Linked DNA regions of Anser cygnoides: region 2 is linked to region 1. The links are chromatin contacts, called in public Hi-C maps. All regions are on one chromosome and are shown on one strand. The core of a region is the stretch at or near the end of the contact, and the rest is flanking DNA. Distances in the headings are between cores, read along the strand shown.

What was found. Hi-C and Micro-C count contacts between places; a contact is called where the count stands out from the background.
Region 2: a Hi-C map of liver shows a contact between it and region 1, with 1.8 times the contacts expected there. The contact joins two enhancer-like sites. A contact is called at or near these places in 2 of 7 Hi-C or Micro-C datasets (granulosa cells and liver).

Annotation. Positions count from the first base shown.
Region 1 is chr2:152,164,804-152,172,321 of Taihu_goose_T2T_genome, reverse strand. NSMCE2 (NSE2 (MMS21) homolog, SMC5-SMC6 complex SUMO ligase) reads right to left here. Exons shown (of 8, transcript XM_066990737.1): 2 at 6,674-6,821. The coding sequence starts at 6,806. Among named protein-coding and RNA genes, the nearest start is that of NSMCE2, 6.4 kb to the right of the region's middle. Within about 2 kb of position 3,426, at least 1 of the 3 cell types and tissues checked has open chromatin away from gene starts, as enhancers often do. A contact at or near this core is called in liver, where this site is marked.
Region 2 is chr2:152,722,110-152,729,463 of Taihu_goose_T2T_genome, reverse strand. No RefSeq gene overlaps it. Among named protein-coding and RNA genes, the nearest start is that of LRATD2, 15 kb to the left of the region's middle. Within about 2 kb of position 4,438, at least 3 of the 3 cell types and tissues checked have open chromatin away from gene starts, as enhancers often do. A contact at or near this core is called in liver, where this site is marked.

The sequences.
Region 1 (7,518 bases), core at 2,177-4,676:
CGGCGAGCAGCCAAAGGTAGCAGCTGACTGCGAGATTTTAGGGCAAGGTTTTGAGAAGGAAAAAAAAAAGACTCATTTTTTTCCCCTAAGTAAGATCAGACCTCAGGTGGCTGCCTGCTTCCCACCCACCTGTTCTGCACTCCAGGGCCTCTGCATTTTAGTGGGGACGTAACATGCAGCTGGGAGAAAGTCCCAGACATCAGGGAAGCATCTCGTTTGTGTGAAAACCTGTTCATATCATCAAGCAAAACGCCATGTGCTAATGCTTTATAACATTTTTTTAGACAGTTTATTTTAAGAATTTCTTAGCACCTTGTCTATAGCTAGCATGCTCTCCAGTCTCTCCAATTGTTTCCCAATTTGCTTTGGCCATTCTTCCCAGTCCCACGTGGCTTTGGCTCCAGACCAGAGACAAAAGCAATTACCCCTTTAAAGAGCAAAGTGCTGGGCTGGAGGCCAGGAGATGACCATGAATTAGTCTTCTTTCCTCCAATATCTACAACTCTGTGTCCTTCACAGCCCCATATTCTTGAGAAAGTTCTGCTTTCGAGGAGCCAGATAAAACCGCCATCCTCAGCAAGCTGGCAGAATTCATATCCCATTCTGCCAAGCAGAGCTGGGAAGTGATGTCTGTCTTTGTTACGGCATATCCAAAACATCAGCAGCACATCAGTCCATACGTATGGCAGGTTATAGCAATGAAAAAAAAAAAAAAACAGAAAGAAAGACTTATCAATCCTTCAAGTATTTCACGTGGGTATCCAGCAGTGCCTTCTAACCCTATAGGAAGATGCTGAGTTAGGTAAGCAGTGCAAATAGCTGCTCCTCAGCGTACAGAGGTATTAATAGGAGACTTAACAGATCAATACTAGGAACGTCACAGCTGAGAGAGATTGCCAAACAAGTACTGACAGTGAATTCTTTCTTCAGTCACACCGCTAAAGCTCAAACAACAGACTGAGGCTGAATTTAGAAAGACAGAAATTATAGTAAAACTCAACGATTTTACTTGCACTTGTAACTCATTTCCAACAGTGTCACCTTCAAATTCCCGTATCTATTAGGACTCCAATCCAGCAAAGGATATGAGAATGCACGTAACATTTAAAATACACGGATCACTCTGAAAGTTGGTGATCACTCGAGAACTTAAATGTATCTTTTTCTTCAGTGTTTCACTGGACTGGGCCATAGAACGCCCAAGAGCATTTTGAGTGCAGAGAGGACACACTGAAACCAACTCTGCACACTCCATTTTGCTGCTTACATGGCCTTTTCTATAGTGACATTTTAAAGTGTCTCTGTACCACGATGCTATTTTGGAAAACAAAAAACAAACAAAAAACGTATGGCCTTTAGACAATGTCAGTACCTAAAGATAATCGGCAGAATGCCTGGGATGGACATAAATCTTTCATTTAAAATCATTAAATAAAATAAACTTTTAAGTTAGTTGTTTCCCTTTCACATTCAGTTTGGTGAAACTAGTTTTCATCTCCAGCTCAGATCCTCAGTTCCTCAGAAATCCTATTTCAGCTCTGTCAGTTTGCCAGCACATGCTCACAACACAGCACCACAAGGATGCTCAATGTCAAAAGTCTGCAAATTCTCTATGAACAGGCAAGTCTTATTCATCAATATAACTTCATGGATATCAACAAAGTTTTTTGAGAAACACGAGGTTTTCAGGTTCGGATACATTAAAATTATCCTTTACCTGAATCACCAGAGGTTAACAGAAATCCTGAACAACACTATTGCCTTACTTTGGTAGAGATCATCTATGTTCATAAACGAGCAATGCCTGACCTGAATATTTAATACTAGCGTTTTCTTTTCGTAAGCCTATAGAGGACTAGAACAAAATGGACCTAAATATACTAGGGGACTATGTAACAGAAACGTTGATGAAACTAAGACTCGGATAAGTGAAGTTTTGCTAATAAAGCTTACATCAGTACAACTCTCTCATCCCTACAGCACAGGGTGAATAGTAGGATCCTTAGAGGAAAAAGACTTGGGGACCACTGTGGTCGGAGCTCACTGAAGGTTTGTTTCCAGAGTACAGCAACAGCGAACAAGATGCCAGGAGGCACAAAAGAAAGAGGAGGTAGTAAAAAGCTGGGAACAGATTCTGGGTCTTTATATCATTAGAAGCCTCAGAGATATTTCAGACTGCTTTAATTCTACTGCAGAATACTTTTCTTTTGACTTCATGTGAGCTCTGTTATTATTGACAATTCCATAGTAAAAATATCCATACTTGCTCGTTATTGCTCGCTGGGATTCCCAAAACATCTCACAACATTAAATAAGGATTAAATGGACAGAAATCATTTTAAACTTACTATTGTGGACTGTAAGCAGATGTCAGGACAACTATATGCATAAATAGAGATAACTGTGAACCTGCTTGGAAATATCGGACATTAAATCTTTCCAATATTCCTGTGAAATGGGTAAGCATTATTTTTATTAGTATTATTATTTTGCAGAAAGTAGTAAAACGAACCCATTCCAGGCTGCGAAGAAGTAGATTAACTGCTACATTTTGTCCTGCGTTGCCAAATGGGGTAACATTTGATGAAAGGCTACAAATCTTTAAATCTTCAAAATCATTTGAAACAGTGAAACAGATTCCCTCAATTTTCTACATTCCTCAGATTAATATTTATTGCAGCTTTATTACAGCTTTTAAAAGTGAATAATTTTAAGTACAGCAGCACAGTAATACATGGTAGCATCGGTATGTGTACTAGCTTGCAGCCATGCCACCTTCACCCAGAAACAGATCAAAATCCCTTTAAACAGGATTGAAGTGAGTCAGTGGGTAGACGGCAGCTTCCTAAAGGGAAATATGGTGCTGAGAGAAAGGAAAGTCTTACTTCAGTAGGAGGAATTCTACATGGGAAATTACTGATTAAAACCCAGTGCTGGATTTTGTTCTGAAACTTTCAAAGCACACATCAACATAAAGCCGTGAAAGATCTGCTTACTCATGAATAAATATCACAGTAATTTTAATCTGATGTCCCCAACATCCAACTCAAAAACCCCTTTCTATCTTCTCTAGTTAAGTTTTCTCTGCTGTTTCAATCAGATGGAGGAAAACTTATTTTTCTCTTTCGGATTATTATGGAGTCACAACGTTTCTATATAGCAACCCTTATTCCCTCAGAAGATTTTCATTTCAATCCTGGTAGAGGAAGTAATCCCTGCAACCATTATTTACCTCCCAGAGAGCAGAGAGGCTTAGCCAGTGTTTGCAAAGCAGCTGAGATCCTCTAAAGAAAGGTTACGGAAGGTTACAAGGCTACTGTAAAGCAGGGAATATCCTGAGCCAACTGTGGCACACAAGTGGCACCTCTTCCCATCAACAGCCGACAGGGTTTCACGATCTAAAAAGCAGGCTTGCTCCCTCTTTATTCCATGTAACACTACCACCACCTGTTAAGGAGCTTAGATTCAGTCATCCCGAGAGGTTTTTATGGCTCCCATAACCCCTGGAAGAAGAGTTCTTTGTTCTCTGGACGGTTTAACTGGAGAGGGCTTTAGGCGGCTCATGGATCACGGCCAGATCAGCAGAGAGGTAAAGCAGCCAGTTTCTTTTCAATATTTTTGGAGCTTCAAGGGAAGTACTGTTTACTTCCTATGTTCTCCTGCCCCCTAGCGAGCTTTGGTTTTCACTCCACCTGAACAATCGTGGCTGCTTTACAACTCACACGCACACAACCGTGCTGAAACACCAAACTGTTTTCTTTTTATGTTCTTCACAACTGTTCCCTACATCCTTCTCCACTAAGTATGTCAGAAAACGAAGAGCCTTTTCTAGCCCTAGTATGCAGGCTTTTACTTAACAGGGAAGCACCCTCAAGACTGAAATACCATAAAAGCACTTTAAATACGTCAAAGAAAATTCATATGTTAATTTCTATTTCTTCTTTATATTATTCTTATATTAGAGCACTGAAGTTAGAAAAATTACATACACGTTCTTTCATGAATCGCCCTTAAATCTTAGGGAGAAAAAAAAAACCACAACAAAACCACAGCGTTTGCTGCCTATAAAACATCTCAAATACAACACATGAGCAAAGCCCCTATCATAATCTAAAGAAAAAAGAGGGAAAAGTGATCCAGGAAGATCTTTAAAAAAAATTTTTTTTTTAAATCTAACTTCCTATCAGGTGCATTTATGGGAGATCCCTCCATGATACTGCATTTAACTGTAGCCAGTCCAGCAAACACTAATGTGTATTATTTAATAAATATGCCTACCAGTAAAGGTTTTCAAGGTTGGGCTCTTGGAGAGTAACAACTCAGAAAAGAAACAGACGTCACTTACTGCACTAACTTTGTATGCCTTTTGGGTTATCTATCTTCAGATGTAAATCCAACCTCTCTCATGTACTTCCTAAGAGAATTTTACCCCAGTACTATTCCCAAAAAGCAGAGTTGTGTAACATGCAAGCATCTTCGCAGCAACAGGGCTTGTAAAATAAAATACTGACCACATAATCACAATAGAATTCTTTTGCCACTGCAAAGCCTAGCAATGAAACCTGTCAGAAGCTGGATGAAGCTAGATTTTGTAAAGGAAATTAAAACAAACTGCAAATGGACAACAACAAGAATGCAGAAGCATATTACCTAAAGGTGTCTCAAAATTAAATGACTACTTTGCCTCAGAACATGCAGGCTAAGTAGAATAGGTGGGTGACAATTTTATATATGTGACAAGTTGTGTTAATGAGTTGGTTATACGAGCTTAACAGCCAAGTACTGCAGACCAGATGATGCTAACTCAAAAACACCAAACAAACAAAAAACCACAGCAGTTATTTACCAAAAGTATGTCACACCACAGAAACTTTGTATCTTCCTGATGGCATTGTATATGGAACATAAGAAATTGAAGCTCAAGTTCAAGAGATGAATGACCTTTATATATACAGCTAAGGGAGTGAAAAACAAACCTTGTAAAAGAAAAGTGAGGGAGCTTCACTCATTTGCTTGTTTCACATGTGCATAAATCAGCAAAGAAACGAGTAGGAGTGAAGGAGAGAATTACTCTAAGTGAAGAGTTAACACCATAGCACATAGATCATAGAGATTTAAACTAAACTACAAAAGTAAGCCTGTAATAGCTTTTCTGTAGCGCAACGGGACGGACTATGTTAAAAGGTCATGCTTCAAAATCCTGGAATTACAATTCTACAGGATGTTACCCCTGCTAAAATAAAATGAATTTTATGGTCTGGGAGCTGTTTCCAGTCACATGATACAACTTAATTGTAACAATGGCCATAAGAAGCTCATCAGGAGTAAACCCCTCCCTGGACAATATATTACATAAGGTCCTTTTGGTTACTGAATGAAGTGGACAAACAACTTTAAGGTTGTAATTAAAGACTAATATGCCAGAAGTAGGTGATTGAGAAAGATCATGAAATTTCCTAGGAGTATCATGCACAAACCCTCAGCTGCAAACCTGCAGAGTGAAGCTTAAGTTGCCTATCATGCCTCCAAACGTGAATGCAACAGGGGCTTGATTTGGCTTCCACAGAGAAGTGATATTAATCAAAACTTCTTCTGTCACCAATAACTAATTTCTGCAGATCATTCTGGGATTACAAGAATTCACTACATTCGGTGTGTCTCCACTGATGGAAAAGTAGGAGGGATGGTGGCTGCAAAGGCAGCGAGGAAGCAGAACTGGCTATACCCGTCTTACCACAAAGGGAATCCCCAGCTGACTGTTCAGACAAGCTTTCCATTTCCTCTACCATCCAGAAACAGCACGTCAATTGTCTCTGACAGCAATATGGATAAAAAGGTCAGAGGAGAGAGATCTATCACACTAGACAAACGGAGAAGCATTCATCTTGATTGTACATAAACCTTGGCTTAGTTGAGCGCAAGATTTATAATGAATGACAAATCTTTTCTTTTAGAGGACTTTCACTCTCTGCTCATAATTAAAGCTTTAAAGGTTTGATTTTTTGTTCCTAGTGAAAATATTATCACAGATCTAAGGAGTTACAGAAATGGGAGGTGTAATATTTGTCTTTGAAAAGTAGCTTTGCACTGCACCTGTTGCTGTGAAATAGCAATGACAAGACTGTTAGAAATGATTAGATTTATGGTATCCCAGTTTGTACATGTCCAAACTAAAGCACCCTTAAAGGGTCTGTTTTTCAGCAGAGAAACAGACAGCATTTTAGAAAATTGCATCCCCTAACAGGTGTCTCAAGCTTTGTACTCAAAATCATTAGCATTGTTTAATATATCTTGCCCTAAACATTAAATGAAACACACACAAAGAAGCAGTATTAGAAAGAAAAGTCATTTTATTCACCTTAAAAGGTCTTCTCCATCGTCTTCAGCAATACTGAAGTTTTTACAAAGCGATAGGATAATAAACACTGGAACACTGTTAGTCTGGGTTGTTACAAAAGCTGGGACAATGTTTGCTTGGTATTTACATTTTCATTGAATTTATCATTGAAAAGAATGAAGTGAGTGGGATGAAAACACCCTGTATAGCCAGCAGAGCTACAGTTCCTATAACAAAGATAGATATTGACTGTAACAAAGTCAAAATATGTAGGCCTAGGATTCACCTGTGAGATTCGGGATGCAATAGAAGAAGATACTCAGAGGAATTACTTACTGAAACTTTCCACGAGGTCAAGGGCAACGTGAGTAGTGATATCCATTCCAGTATTTATGTAAGATAGGCAGTTTTTCAGAGATGAGAGAGAGGAATCCACAGAGTTGAACAAAATTCTTGCAGCCCCTGGCATCTTGAAATCGTTACTCTAGAAATAACAGACAGAACATTCTGAATGCAGTTTACACCCAAAGAATTTGGGAGATAAAACGAAAGTGCAAATAGCAGTGTTCACAGGACCGCTGAAACACTACAGAGCAGGGATGAAATCTTAGCTCACAAGTGAAGCACTGAAACAGGCTGCCCAGAAAAGCTGTGGATGCCCCATCCCTGGAGGTGTTCAAGGCCAGGTTAGATGAGGCCCTGGGCAACCTGGTCTAGTGGGTGGCATCCTTGCCCATGGCAGGGGTTGGAACCAGATGATCTTTAAGGTCCCTTCCAACCCAAGCCATTCTAGGATTCTATGAAGTGTCAGTGGAACTGCAATTCACCAGAAGTTTTCAATTCCCTTCCTATTCAACATTAAGCAAATATTAAGCAAAACTACACCCCAAAATGCAGCTTGCCCTTTTCATCTGCTCATTTCTACTGCTAAACCACAATGAAATTTAACCTCAGTGATAATGTTAGCTTGAAAATTACTGCTCTATCTCAGCTCTGAAGAAAGCCCACACACCCCAAGATTTCCCTGTGTTTTCTAGACACATTAGCAACCAGGCTAGTAAGAAATACGACTTCTCACATCAAATTCAGCCCCACCATCTACAAGCCTGTTTCAACAGCTTATCCAGTGGGGAAAAATATAAATAAATAAAGGGCTCTAAGAATATATTCAGCAGTAAATC
Region 2 (7,354 bases), core at 3,189-5,688, 560 kb before region 1:
CTAAACCCATGCTGAGAAAGGGAAGAAGCTGCTGAATGCATGGGCCTAGATTCATCAAAGAATTTGAGCATTGTCCCACTGAAAAGGGATTTGAATTTACGCATGACTGCTCTGATAGCGTGAGACTATCAAAGTGTATGTTATTTGACATTTTATGGTGGTTTTCTGCTACAATGCAAGGCATAATTCATATTTCTAATTAAACATTTTAATATAGCACAGATTGTAAGTGTCACATAGTACAACCTAGTAAACACACAAGATGGGGTTTTAAAAGGATGGGGTTTTTAAAGTGTTGTTTTAACCACCAACGCCAATGTTTTTCAACAGGATTCTGCTCTGCCCTTCCTCTCAGCTGCAAAACTTATGGCAAGAATTCCTAACAGAAATGCCAATTTATACATCATTGTACAGCAGTGTGCTTTGTGACAGGTCTGCTTAAATATCTTTCACTGAGATAAAGAAGTTGCAAAGAAAAATGGCACAGTTGTGAATTTCTCCTGTTTTGTAACTCTACACAGCCTGATTTAGAGATTTCTGAAACACTCTAATGCTTTGATTAAAGGACAAAGAATTAAGTAAATTTCTCTGCTAATTTCAACAGAGGAAAATAGTCCTTAATAATCACATTTTGGTTTAAATCACACTATTCTGTTACCTGGCCTGGCCTCTCACAAGCTAAATCTGAAATCAAAAGACTTTCCACTGCAAGTTGATCGGGGATGTGTTGTGCATAGCTTATCAATGGTGAACTGCAGCAGAGAAATGAGGTGACTTGTTTGAAATCAGATGGCAGCGAATGCCTCATAACTACTTCCTGCAATATTATAAGGCATCCTCCCTATACAGATTGGTTCATGAGAGCTCTGGGCTTCTCGCTAACTGGGAGTCTGAGGTTCTTTGAAGTCTGATGAGGCTGTCAGCTCCTCCCTGACCACAACAAAAAGGAACAACCTTTCGCAGCCTGCATGAAAAGAAAAAAAAAATCCTGTGCAGACATATTTATACACCATAACTCTCCGTAATTAATGTAATATATGTAATGTTCCTGTATATGTAATGTAACATATGTAATGTTCCAGTTGTCCCACCATCTGTCATAATAAGTAATTAAGAGCTGGGGCTTAGAGGCAGTCCTGGCCATCCAGTGGCCCCAGCATCCTAGGTATATCATGAATTGGACCTTTCTAAGGATCTGCTTAGAAAGCGAAAGTATTGCTTTACCTCCCATCCAAAGTGCTCCCAGGCACTGAGGAATTAAAATAAACCCTCTGTTCTCCTTTCAGTTATGGCTTTTTCTAGTTTCAGAGCTAATTGCTCTGACCAGCAGCTTTGCTCTGGGAACCATAATTAGGTCTCCCATAGCCTTCTTTTTCAGTCTCTCCCTCTCTCCTGAGCTGATGTTTTCTGCAGCTTGAAAGGTCCCTCCACAGGCTTTCCTGTTAGCTCAGCTTCTTCCTCCTTCTTCTCTCAGGGTAACAGCAGGGTTAAGCCACAGCTCAGTAGCTCTAACAGAGCTACTGGAACAATAGCATTGTCACTTGAATAAAAACATAATGAAAAAAATGTGCTTTCAAATAATAAAGAGATAATCAGAATGTCTTACACTGTGCTTCTTTACCAAATTTACATGGATATCATGAATACTTCTTCACTGTTTTCTAGGGCTCTTTCATGCATGTGAGTCTTGAATCCTCAGCACACCAGTCTCTCTTCTGAGTCAAGTTCGTTTTGCTATAAGGCTTCTAGTCCTCTCCCTGCCACCTTCATGAACCATGTCGAATCAAGATAGGATATTTCCTCAGGAAATGAAGTTTCTGAAGTCTATGAAACTGTAATTCCTACAGTGAATGCAAATCCTACAACCTCTTGTCTGACCCACTTAGTTCAGCCAGGTATGCAAAACCTGCAGGAGATAAATAAATTCATAACATCGATGAGCAGTCTGTGTATGTTCCAGATGCCCATAGCATCTGTCCCTTTGCCAACTGAATGACCTTGAATAATCCATGACTTTGCAGCGTCACAGGTGCTCTCCCATGATGAATATTTGTAGCCTGATTTCCTACAGGTAAAAGGCTCAGCTACTCTGATGAGTGGAGGTGCTGGTGTGTGTCTGCTCTACCTGGGATTCCAGCTCTGCTCTTGGGAGAGGGCTAGATGAGGAATCACCTCGCAGCATGCTTACTTACCTTTGCTCAGTGCTGAATTAGGCAGTCTCAGCCTCATGGTCTTGCAGATTCCCTAGTACAGGTATCATTTCTTGGGCACGGGGATCTGTGCCAGCATCCTACTCCTGCACCCCTTCCTATATGAAACAGAGATGCTTGTTAGCTACCACTTCATATTCTTGGAATATATCATAGTTGGCATGACCATGGAGAACAATTTAAGAGAGATTCTTTTCTCATAGGAAATTGTCATTGAGATTATAAACAACTTTTGATGATAGTTGTAGAAATATGTCAAGGGGAAAAAACAGATGATAACATTGCAAAGCAGCTGTGTCTTCTGTGTCAGGACCTTCACAGCACAAGATGTTCTGTTTTCTTGGCCTTTTGGACTGCTTTGTTCAAAGATGGGAAGGAACTGGAAGTTTTCTGCAAGCTTTTGATGGGCTATTAAATAATCTTGTTCTTGTCTTTTTACAGCTGATATCTCAATGTATTAAGCTTGTGAACACTTTTGGCCTTGTAACATGCAAATTTACATTGCACAGAAAAAAACTATCTTTTTCTAATACTAATCAAGAAGCTAACTGAATTTGATCAGTTTGGTCACAGGGGAGTCATTCATAAGCCTCATATGTTATCCAAACAAACGATACACCTTGTCTGACAATGTTTCCAATTATAATCTTAGAAAAAAAGGACAATTTCTCTCAGAGTCAATCAAATCACGTAAGTAAGGCTCCCTCAAAGCCATTCTATCTTTAGAGACTTTAACCAAAAACACTGCCCAGTTTGCTAGACCACAATTTTTAGCCAGGTAAAACCCATTGCTCAGATATGATGACCTCTTACTCAGGCAAACGTTTCTTGATTCTAACATGGCATGGTTTAATAACCTAGTATCATACCTATTCATAAAGTCATAAACAAACAGCAAAAAGCAAAAGAAATGGTAGGGGAAATTAGAGCTTGACAACAAGGTTCGTAAATAAGTTTGCCAAGGCTGGATTTTTCTCTCTCTCCCATATAATGAGATCAGAGACCTTCTTATTCTCTTCTGAATCACAAATTTATGCATACAAATGGTCTATCTGTCTTCTAGGTGATTTCTGTTTCCTATTACAGCACTCTGCTTCCCCCAAAACAATATGGAACAATTCTAGCTTGTCTGCTAATTAAGTGTAAAGTTGTCTGAATTTCTTTATTAATACAAATTTTAATGTGCTCATTGAATGGAATGCATTGTTTCCACATGCTTCTGAGTTTACCAGACAGATTCTGCTATATTTGTACTATAATCTCTTCCGCTTCTCTACAGATGAGAAGGAAAGGCCCAGCCTATTGCTTATACAGAACATCAGTTTGTCAAGCATTTTGTGCATCCCTCAGGATTAGTGCAGCTATGAAATTGTATCATTATCATTGCCTGCTGCATTACTGAACCACAAGGCAGGGCCTGAGAGAATATGCATGCATGTTTGCGCAATGACATTTTTAAGCCACGGTCTGCCTTTTCATTTCTTTACATCCCGCATACTAATCCAGCCCCAAAGTACTCCAGGCTGGTGCCCAGAACCAGAATTTCCTTCTCTGTTTTAAGCAAGGATTTTTCAGTTATTTAAGCTATTTCACCCAAGCCTATTGTTTACAGATAGGTGAACTGTTGCTTTTTGCTTAGACACATTTACAACCTCAGAAGAGGGAGGCAGACTTGCAGACTGCTGTGAAGTGATTTAGATTTCAACCTTTGTCTCCATGGCATGCCTTTGAAAAACAGGCTCATTGTAGACACAGAATTTGGCTCTGCAAGCGCTGAAACACAAACAAAAAGTGCAACAGCAGTAGGGAGGTCATAGTTTTTTGCAATATCTGGGTCTTATTTAAGAATGTGGGGCGGCCTGGAAGCACTTAATTTTGGGCAAATTTGTTTTCCACTTTGTTACACAAAACAAACTTCAGAGCTAAGTAAGCACCAACCTGTCAGGAAATTCATAAGTCTATTAGAGAGGGAAACGCGCCTGAAAGAACACCCTTTGACACGCCACAGAAGTTACCGTTCCTTTGGAAGACCTTAAAAAAATGCTCCTAAATCAAAAGTCTGTAAATGAACAATTAGCTAATAAAGCCTGGTCTCAGCATTTCCTGTTGTTTCAGCTCCGCCTCGCTGGGATATTGTGCTCCGTGCTCCCTGTCAGTCCCTACGGGCTGCACTGAGAGCCAGCACCGCCGACACTTGCAGCTCTTGACAGGTTGCAACAATGCTTTTGGACACGGCCCTAAGTAAACAGCAGTGGCAAACTTTTCCAGCCAGCAAGGGAAGTCACTGTGACGCAGCAAGCCACGCTCCCAGCAAAACCTGGCTAGAAGGGATTAACTCTTCCCAAAGCAAGGCATTCTCTCCTTCCCTGGTGTCCAAAGCTGAGCGGAGGGCTCATTTACCCACCCCTCACTCACCCTCTCCTTTTCCATTCGCTTGGTCACATGAAAAACAAAGAGTTCAATGCACTGACATGATGTGGTTGTGGAGGGCACAAACGGTTTCAAATCCCTCATGTACTTTTCCAGAAGCATGAAGGTGAAAGCAATGTTAACATTTAAAATGTAAGGAAGCAGACTGAGGAAGCGCAGTCCCAGCAGCCTGGCAGCTTTGTTCATGTCCTGTACACTTTTTACCCGCTGATGTTGTGGCAGCCTGGAATGTTGTTTTTAAATATGAAAATAGGGCGATTGTTCACACTGTATTATGAAATGCAATTACAGAGATAATTTCTTTAATTTATAGACAACTTGTGGTTCACATTTTTAAACTCTAATATGTAGCTCCTGAAAACCAAGAGCCGTAATGACAATAAGTGGTGCTTGTAATGCTACCATTGGAAATAGAACTCTTGCATGAAAAAAAAAAAAAAGGAGTTTTGATAGTTTCACAGAAATGTGTTTTGAATTTGTGGATGGTTTTGCCCATTTTTTTAAGGAGGGAAATTACAGTAATTTCCCTGCCACTCTCAGGACCGTTATTATAGGATACTGCAGTTAGGTTTTTGTGTTTTAATAAAGGAGCCCACCTACAAATGGGCTGAAATATATGTTGTAGATTTTAAAGTGTTATGTTAATAAAAATGTTTTTCAAATTTGAGGAAAAGATGACAAAACTGAATTGCAAGAATTTGAATTGCATTCATTGGTCTTTATTCTCTTTTGGCTGCAAATGATACATCCTACTGAGGTGGACACAAAGAGACTGAGATCGAGAAAATCAGTCATATTCCCTGGTATGTAAAAGCAAAATGAATGAAGTTTGCAATGTGGACATTGATCTCAAGCAGTTGGCTTTGCCTTAGATAAATTTTCAAAAGTCCGATATCCTTTTAGACTTTGTGATAACTAGTACAAGCTGTTTAGTTAACAGCATTTCTCAAGTAATGCTGAGTGGGATTTCCACTGAAGCACCAAAGTACACCTCAGCATCTCTGATGGGAAAAATACAGCAGAACCAAACATGGATGGCATTTTCTAGCTGAGGCCAGATAGAAGCTACCTCTAAAAGGAAAGGGCGATTGGAAGATACAATTATTTATTGATAGCAGCATTCACTATTTCATCTCCATCTGTCAAAGGTTCTGCAGTGATGTGTACTAAGTCCAGTGCAATCTTGAAGCTGAGATTTCTTCTTTCTTATTCCTTATAGAAGGAGTATCTGCAAATTGGAAAGCAGAATGCGGAGCAAGTAAGTGGCAGCGCTGTTTGCAGAAATAAAGTCCTGGTCTGGGGAAATGTCACACTTGTCCTCCACAGCAGGCCAGTGGCTGCATGAAGTGTCACCATGGATAATGTGAGAAGCATTTTGCCATTTATACATAAAAATCACTTATGTGTTGAGATCAAGAAGCAATTCCAACATTCAGATGTAGGAGAAATTGGCTGTCTCAGTTGAGTATTAGCAGATACAAAATTCGACACAATTTACCTGACTAAAACTCAGCAGAATTGAAATGCTCACCCACAGGTATTTCCAGAAACAAACCAGCTTCTGAATAACAAGCTGAGTGCTATGAACAAGGAGCAGAGAGCAAAGTGCTGTCTTTAGCCTCTTGCAATGAATTCCACTGGCTGTAGGGAGCCCTGAAACATTCTGCCCCTCTTCAGGGACCAGGAAACTGAAAACCCTTATTTTCATGTGTCAGTTAGTCACTAAAAGCAATTATGCTTTTACTGTTCTTTTAAGGATAATTACTACTACAATAACTTTATCAGCCGGTAGATACTGCCATTGGTTTAGGCAATGTTTTATCAATACAATCTTCCTACATTAAACAACAACACCTGTTGGCAGAACTGAGAAAATGTTCCTCGTTATGGAACAAGCTGTCATCTCTGATGCAGGCTTTAAATTAAGAGAAGAAAATGTTAATAACCAGTTAAGTAGAAAGAGCATTTAGAAGACGTTATGTTGACCTGCTTTTTACAGCTCTGTCTGTTTATCTGGGGTCACTGTTCCTGTTGCAGAAAGGCAAGCCATCTTCTTCTGCATTTGGGGTTTGACAAAGTGTGCAAAAACTAGTCTGGACTGGCTGGAGTTGAAGGTTTGGGTGGTGTGGACTCGCTTGTTTGAATTGGACTTGTAGCATTGAGTCACAACTAGGAGAACCGTGTTAGTGGAAAGAAAAGTCACGATGTGTTCTGTGCAGACCTTAAACTATCATCTTCCTGAGATCACATCCAGGAAATCTTGAATGACAAGTTTTAAAGGCAGAACTGAACTGGACTATTTTTAATTCTGATCAACAAAGATAGAATAAAATCTACTGTTTTACACAGCAGAAAGGCTGCCTGTATTTTTATTTATTCATTACTTTCTGCTAACACAAAAGATTGTTGACTTCAGGAGAAATGTCTATATTCTCACACAGCACCACTACGTACGTGTAAGAGAATGTAATAGTGAAAGGGATTGGACACTGATTTGTAATAAAGGTGAAAGTACACAGTTCATTTCCATTGCTCAAGAAAGAACAAAGCAAACAATCAGGACTAAAAGCCAAGTTAATTAAATTCCAAATAACTTTCAGTGTAATAAGTTACAATGGTATTAGTTGCACAGGCTAGGAAATTTATTACTAAAAATAGCATTTTTTCAGTCTCCCTAGTCTCTCTGTACTTAGTAAAAAGAGGTGAGCACATCC